Linked DNA regions of Mus musculus: region 2 is linked to region 1. The links are chromatin contacts, called in public HiChIP or PLAC-seq maps. All regions are on one chromosome and are shown on one strand. The core of a region is the stretch at or near the end of the contact, and the rest is flanking DNA. Distances in the headings are between cores, read along the strand shown. Region 1 has its middle 13 kb from the start of Ykt6. Region 2 overlaps Nudcd3 (NudC domain containing 3).

Region 1 (3,416 bases), core at 276-2,775:
GTACTTTCTCTTACGTTAACACTGGAGTAATCCTACCATCAGTAAATTAGCTCCCAGCACATTTTTAAACTGGCTGCAAAGGGGGCTAAATGGATGTCTCAGTTAGTAAAGTTCTTGCTGAGAAACCATGAGAATTCCAGTCTGCAACCCCGGCACCCAAATAAAAGCAGAGCATGGTGCCTTACACCTGAGATCCCAGAGCTGAGAAGCTGCAGACAAGAGGATACCTGGGGCTAACTGACAAGTTGATTTAGCCAAATAGGCAAACTCTAGACTCAGTGAGAAACCTTGTCTCAAAGAATAAGGTGGCAAAGCCAGTGAGATGGCTCAGTAGAGAATGGAATTTGCTGACAGGTCTCATGACCTGAGTTTGATCCCCAAAGCCTATGTGATAGAAGGAGGGAACTGACTCCTGAAAGTTGTTCTCAGTCTCAGGCATGCTGTGGCATGTATACACACACACATACACACACAAACACACACACACACACACACACACACATACATACACACACCACACACACAAACACACACCCCACACACCACACACACACACACACACACCACACACACACACACACACACACACACACACACACACACACACACTTTCTTTTTTCTGAGTCAGTGTTTCTCTGTATAGCCTTGGCTGTCCTGGAACTCACTCTGTAGACCAGGCTGGCCTCAAACTCAGAGATCCACCTGCTTCTGCCTCCTGAGTGCTGGGATTGAAGGTGTGTCCACCACCACCCAGCTCTACAACATCTTTTAAATGGCTGCAAAAATCCTGAGCATCCAGGAAGTCTAAGAGGCCACCTTGGCTGAGATTGTCTGGAGAAAGTCAGCAGGTAGAGCAGATAGCTTCTTCAACACATTTAGGTGAGGCACAGCCCACTCCGTTAAGCCATCTGGGAGAACTTCAGCCTCTTGGAAGTGGGCAGAGTGACTTCAGACTTCCATGGATCTGGAGGACTGGATGTCTAGGAAATTCTTGGCTTGGGGGCAGCTTGGTAGAGAAAGCAAATCTTGGGCTAGGAGAAGGGGTTCTGTGAGCAGATCTTGGGGGCTTAGGGAGGAGCTTGTTGTGGTATTATGGGAAATGTCCTCCCTAGGCTATGTTTGAACTCCTGGTCGCCAGTGGTGGCACTGTTTGGGAAGGTTGTGGAACCTTTAGGAGGTGGCGCTTCTGTGAAGTGGGTCACTGGAGTGGGCTTTGTCCTGTTTCCTGTTTACTCTCTGATTCCTGAATGTGGATACAATGTGACCAGCCAGCCTCCAGTTTCTGTCTCGATACTATCCCAGCCTTGTCTTCCCACCAGGAAGGACTGTATCCTCTTGGGACTGCAAGCCAAGATAAGCCTTTCTCCATGAATCAGCTTTTGTCGGGGCAATTTTATCTCAACAAGAGTAACTCAGAGCTAGCACTCACTGCTGAGCCCCCTCCCCGCTGTCTGGTCAAGAGTAACTCAGAGCTAGCACTCACTGCTGAGCCCCTCCCCGCTGTCTGGTCGGAGCGTTTATAATGCAGAAGGAACAGAGCAAAAGCCTCCCCTTAGGCCTTTTTCCAGGAAGGCTACTTGTCTGCCCTCTTCTGCATAACACTGGGGTTCCATCTCCTTTCAGGGTGCCTCCTTTCCTGCCTCACTAGAGCTCCTGACCTCTTCCCTCCTGGTTCACTCAGGGTCACCGCTGATGCCCACTTCATCTTGTTTTCATTCTCTTAGACATCATCTCCCTGGAGCCTATGACTTGTTAATGCCGCTCTGCCCATTAGGGGTGTTGTGCTGTTCCAGATACCCAATTAAACTGAGCACATCTGAAGGTTTGTCGTGTTACCCGGCCAACAGCCTAGAGGCCCGTGGTTTTCAGCCTCAGAAAGGCTCAGCTTGGCTTTCCTGATTCTCTTGAACCTTCGCTCATGGCTGCCAGATGTGCCACAAGTGTTGCAGGCACAAACAAATCAAGCACCCCAGAAGCAAACATGTATGGTGGCTCACCATTTCATGGCTCCAGAGATTGACCTGGCCAGGGTAGAGAGGAACTAAAGAAAAGACACACACGTGGACATAGAGAAAAGCTGGGATCGGTGTTCTGGGATGATGAATGGAGAAGCCTCAGCATATCGGAGCGCAGTGTATATAGTTAAGCATGGAGCTAGAGTTACGGCACATAGATGAACAAGAAGGCAGGTTCAGCTAATCTGAGTAGGAGCAGTCTCAAGAGGGGAGCAGTCTCAAGAGGGGAGCAGTCTCAAGAGGGGAGCAGTCTTCATATGATAAATTTCCGGGCGGGGGGGAAGCTATAGTGGATATTTTCTGCACAAACTATCAGTATCCACATATGGACCAGAGGAATACCGCCATTGCTCTGGGCCTTTCCCAGTGAAGGCTTTTCTGATCCAATGAGACACTGGGGCTGAGACACTAGGGTCTTTGACATAGCAACAACATGCATCCACTCAGTACTTCATTCCATCCCTACAGGAAGAGGCTTCTGTCACCACATCTCCCAGATACAGAAAGGTCTAGAAAGCAATTCAGCAGATACAGACGGGAAGGACAAACCACACAGGTTTGTGCCCAATGCTGGGTACCAGAAACCAGTTGCAGGCACATCTCCAGGTTGCAACAGCCCCTGATGGCAGAGCCATTGCTGAGCACTGGGTACTCGCAATGGGCCAGGCCTGGGGATCTGGACCTGCAGGAGGTACAGCATCCTGCCCCCTGGCTCTGTCTCACGAAATTCAAAGACTATAACCCTAAACAAAGAGAGCAATGTGTGGGCTCCAACAGTGACAGACACCATCTGATATTTGGGCTAAGACCTCAGATGAAGGCAAAGAGGAGCTTTCTCCTGCTGGGGGCATTGTTTTCAGGAAACTTACTCTCCCATTCAGTAGAACCCACCTGAGTTCAAGGAAACTTTGGCTCTCTTGTTTAGAGGTCTTGTAGGGCTCAGATCGCCTTGGTCCCATAAAAACAAAAAATCCTGTGTGAATGGCAAGATTTATCTTCTAATCCCTGTGAAGTGCTGTCAAATGGTCTGTCATCAGATCCCTATTTGATAGAAATTGGCAGCAGTTTTGAAGGTATGGATTGCTCCTGGAAGAAAGCTAGAAAGAGTCCCTTACCAGCTCCAAAGCATCCATCCCTTGGCCTCCATCACAGTATCAGAGCTGGGATGACAGCTTCCATGGTCCTAGATGCCCAAAAGTCTTCCCAGGGGACCTCACTGTACCTGTGTCTAGCATCATCCTCTGCTCTTCCTTCTAAATGTACACTATCACAAAAATGAAACCCTCTTCTGTGAGCCAGGTGTGGTGATTGATGCCCACAGGTAACCCTAACACTTGGGAAGTGGGAACAGGGGCCTCAGAGGTTCAAGGCCAGCATCAGCCCCATAGTGAGACCTCAACT
Region 2 (3,416 bases), core at 513-3,012, 240 kb before region 1:
ATAAAGATGTGAAGGTAGGAGGACTAGAGAGGAAGAAGGGTTCAGCAGGAGTGGGCTGGACAAGCAGGGACAATGGGAGTTGAACTTGATCAGTGGACACTCTACAAGTGTGGAAATGCCACAATGAAACCCACGACTTATAATTAATACATAAATTAGCACACAATAAACAGCTGTGCTGTCAGAATCCTCAGAACCTCATTATTTAGGGATGCACCCAGGAAAAGTCAAGTGATGTCAGATTTTTTTAATGGGTAACCGAAGCTGCGTCTAAGACCACTGCCAAATTCACTGAGGACACTTCAGTCTCCTAATCCTGGGCCCCTTGGGGCCCTCCCGCCAGTGCAGCTTCTGGTTGCTGTTTCCTGAGGAAGAGGACACTGTTGTCTTTCTTTGTATCATTACTTGAAAGCTGTTTCTGATATATGTATTTTTAAATTTGTATTTGTGTGTGTGTAAAGCTAACACCCACCCACGTATATACCGGATTAGGATATCAATATTACTGTTCTCCACCTCCATAGCTTGTTCTCCTGGAAGGTCTTTGGGGTAGTAACATGCATGGATGGAGCTGTCACCTCCTTTCAAGACAGTGCCTTTTTGGGATCTTCCTGAGAACCTGCCACAGGGTGAGGAGCTGCTTTTCCCTTTAGAGATCTGTCTGGAGGTTGCTGTCCATGGAGGTTGCTGGCTTTCTTTCCCTTTTCATAGTAGATATGCTCTAGCATATGGTGTGCCATGAACATCCCTCCCAATTAGGGGAGAAACTGGGTGTCGGGCCCTGCTTCAGACATTTTGCGAAGCTGTTGAGGCCTGTAGCAGCCTCTCCTACCTACACCTCACCCTGCGCTTTCTTATCGCTGTTTCCTTTTACCTCGTATTGTCTTCAGCCTTGTGAGTTCAGCTATAACCTTAGGATGTATATGTGCTCAGTTTCACAGATGTGTTGGGTTTGTTTATTGGATTCAACCAATGTGGAATGAGTAAACGTTTGTTTCAGAGTCTTGAGGCAATGAGGCTGAGGGTGTCAGCTCAGCCCAAGCCCTCTGCCCAGTCTCCACTGGCTCTGTTAGGGCGGTCAGGAGCTTCTGACTTACTGGCTCTTTGTTCCCTTGAGTTCTCATGCAGTTCAAGTCAGGACGAGACAAAGGAAGGGTTCTTCCTGGCCACCCACGAGTGGGAGTTTTAGAGTGGGTGTTGTGCTGTCCCAGAGTTAAATGAGCAGCTGATTGTGTCTGGGCACAGTCTGCCTCTGAAAGCAAACCCCACTGATCTGCGGGTGGAACCGCTGTGCTGTGCTGTGCTGTGTGTGCGTTGGAAAGGACTCACCTCCTTCCAGCGCCTTCTGCTGCCTAGTGTTTGTTTTTCATCTACCCGTTCTTCACTAGGGTTGTGGATTCTGGTCTCTTAGTGGCAGTACTGTCTGCTATTGGGATCTAGGGAAGACCTCAGGCAATTTTCTTGCATCTCTGGTCTGTTGAATGCAGAGAAGGAAACATACTAGGACTCCCTTCAGCCTTCAGTAGGTGGCCAAACCCATCAAAGTGCAGACTAGAGTCTTCTCCTTGGGAGGCCAGTGCTCTCTTCCTGTGACCTGCAGGGGTCTGCATCAGTGGGCTGGTCATGTGCTCTCCTCTTGGGGACTTTGTAACCTGGTGGTCCTGGGTAGCAGCAGTTCACTGTGTTCTCCCTACCCCCACCCCCTGCTTGGCTTACCCAGAGCTTCCTGTTAGCTGCTGCTAGAGCTCCACAGAGCTAAAGGACTCTCCTGCCGCTCCTTTGTCTCTTGTAGTTGAAAATTTCCCCTTTCTGTAGTTGTTAGCCAGTGTCAGTTCCTGCTGCTGCTGCTCCTCCTCCTCACTAGCCTTGGTGGGTAGTTACTGGCTGCATTTTCTAGAATGACTGCATAGTGTTCTGCTTCATCAGCCGGGCCTGTGGGTGGGAAGAGTTTTGCTGGATAATCTTGCTCCAGCTGTCTTGATCTCTAGTCTTGCAACTTTTTTTCCAATGGAGTTATGGGGGAATGGTGGCTGACTACAAATGATTATGAGAATTTGAGCATTTCTTTAGAAATAAGGTTAAGGAAAATTAGAACAATAAGAGTTTAAAATGTTTCCTGGAAATGGGGTAGCTGTGATGTGGACCTGTTTGCCCTGCCTGGGCCTGAGTGTACCCTTGTACCTACTTGGCTCCAGACACTTCTGTCCATAAGAGGTCTCCTGATACCCTCACAATCCATCCCCAACACAGATATTTGCAGTTATAATTCAATTTCCAAAATTGTGCTAGGTGTTTAAAATGACCATGTGGCAGAGTGTTGTTAGTGCCGTGAAGGTTTCAAGCTCCTCACTTCCCACATGGGTACCCGTTTCCATGTTGTGCTGGAAGAGCAGACTTGGAGTGTGCTAACAGGCTGCTGGCTACCTTGTACTTTGCTGTGAGGTATTGTGAGGAGGAAGTACTACAGATTTTTGATAAATTTGGCTCTGTGTTAAATAGTTTTGCAAGTTTTTGCATTTGGGACCCTGTAACCCAGCTTCTAAGGAACTATTTACCTACAGAGCTAGGAGATGAGCTACAGCTTCCCAGCTAGACAGGCCATAGGGAGCGGGAGCAATGAAAGTGAGTGTGCCGGCTAAGCTGAGCATATGAGTATCTGCTGTCCGTCCATCCATCCGTGACAGCATCTGCTGTCCATCCATCCGTGATAGCATTGGGTTTCGATTTCACACACTGTCAGGTTCATTTCTACCATTGTAACACTTTGGAGGTTTTTGTTGTTCTTTACTTTTTGAATATGTAAATCACTTTTGGAGTTCACAAGTAAAAACATTTCAAAGTGTGAGTTCACATTTGTTGCTTTACATTCTTTCTGCCTCTTGCTCTCTAGAGAACAGTTTCTTTTTTTAAATTAAATTTTATTATTTTACTTATTCACTTTACATCCCTCTCACTGCCTCCCTCCCAGTTACTCCCTCCCACAATCCTTCCCCCACCCCTCCATCCGGGTGGGCCTCCCTAGGTTTCTCTTTCACCCTGGCATTTCAAGTTAGAGAACACCTTTTGAGTTTTAGTGAATTCTGGTGAATTTCTGTCTTTTCCCCCCTTCAGAGGTAAATAATACAGCATCCATATATGCACAAGCTTTTTCTTATTTTTGTTTCTTATAAAAAAAATCATATACTCTCTATGTTCTCAACATTTGACTTTTCAGCTGACCACAGGCTCTGGCAATCCTCCCTCACTGGAGGTCTGTTCCTATGACTGTAGCATTGGCCCCGTGTAATAATGTGTGCAGTGCATGGCAAAATGACCAGCCAGCTTTCTATGCAGGGCAGTTTACATGTTGTTCCAGTGTTTTGCTGGGACATGTGTTATAACAGTGATAACTTCATACTGTGTGTTGTTTTAATTTG

Evidence for each region. HiChIP or PLAC-seq counts read pairs in DNA pulled down with a chosen protein or histone mark.
Region 2: an H3K27ac HiChIP or PLAC-seq map of embryonic stem cells shows a contact between it and region 1, with 12 read pairs. The contact joins two enhancer-like sites. A contact is called at or near these places in 17 of 39 promoter capture datasets (3T3-L1-derived adipocytes, the C10 cell line, the HPC-7 cell line and 10 more), 6 of 484 Hi-C or Micro-C datasets (the G1E-ER4 cell line, the HPC-7 cell line, embryonic stem cells and 2 more), 15 of 115 datasets of contacts at active chromatin or transcription factors (the HPC-7 cell line, astrocytes, bone marrow-derived macrophages and 7 more) and 4 of 9 other capture datasets (adipose tissue, embryonic stem cells, liver and 1 more).

What each region holds. Positions count from the first base shown.
Region 1 is chr11:5,941,355-5,944,770 of GRCm38.p6, reverse strand. It overlaps a transcript of Gck not described here. Among named protein-coding and RNA genes, the nearest start is that of Ykt6, 13 kb to the left of the region's middle. Within about 2 kb of position 1,525, at least 9 of the 459 cell types and tissues checked have an H3K27ac peak or open chromatin away from gene starts, as enhancers often do. A contact at or near this core is called in embryonic stem cells and pancreatic islet, where this site is marked.
Region 2 is chr11:6,177,232-6,180,647 of GRCm38.p6, reverse strand. All of the region lies in intron 2 of Nudcd3 (NudC domain containing 3), which reads left to right. Among named protein-coding and RNA genes, the nearest start is that of Nudcd3, 22 kb to the left of the region's middle. Within about 2 kb of position 1,762, at least 180 of the 459 cell types and tissues checked have an H3K27ac peak or open chromatin away from gene starts, as enhancers often do. A contact at or near this core is called in embryonic stem cells and pancreatic islet, where this site is marked.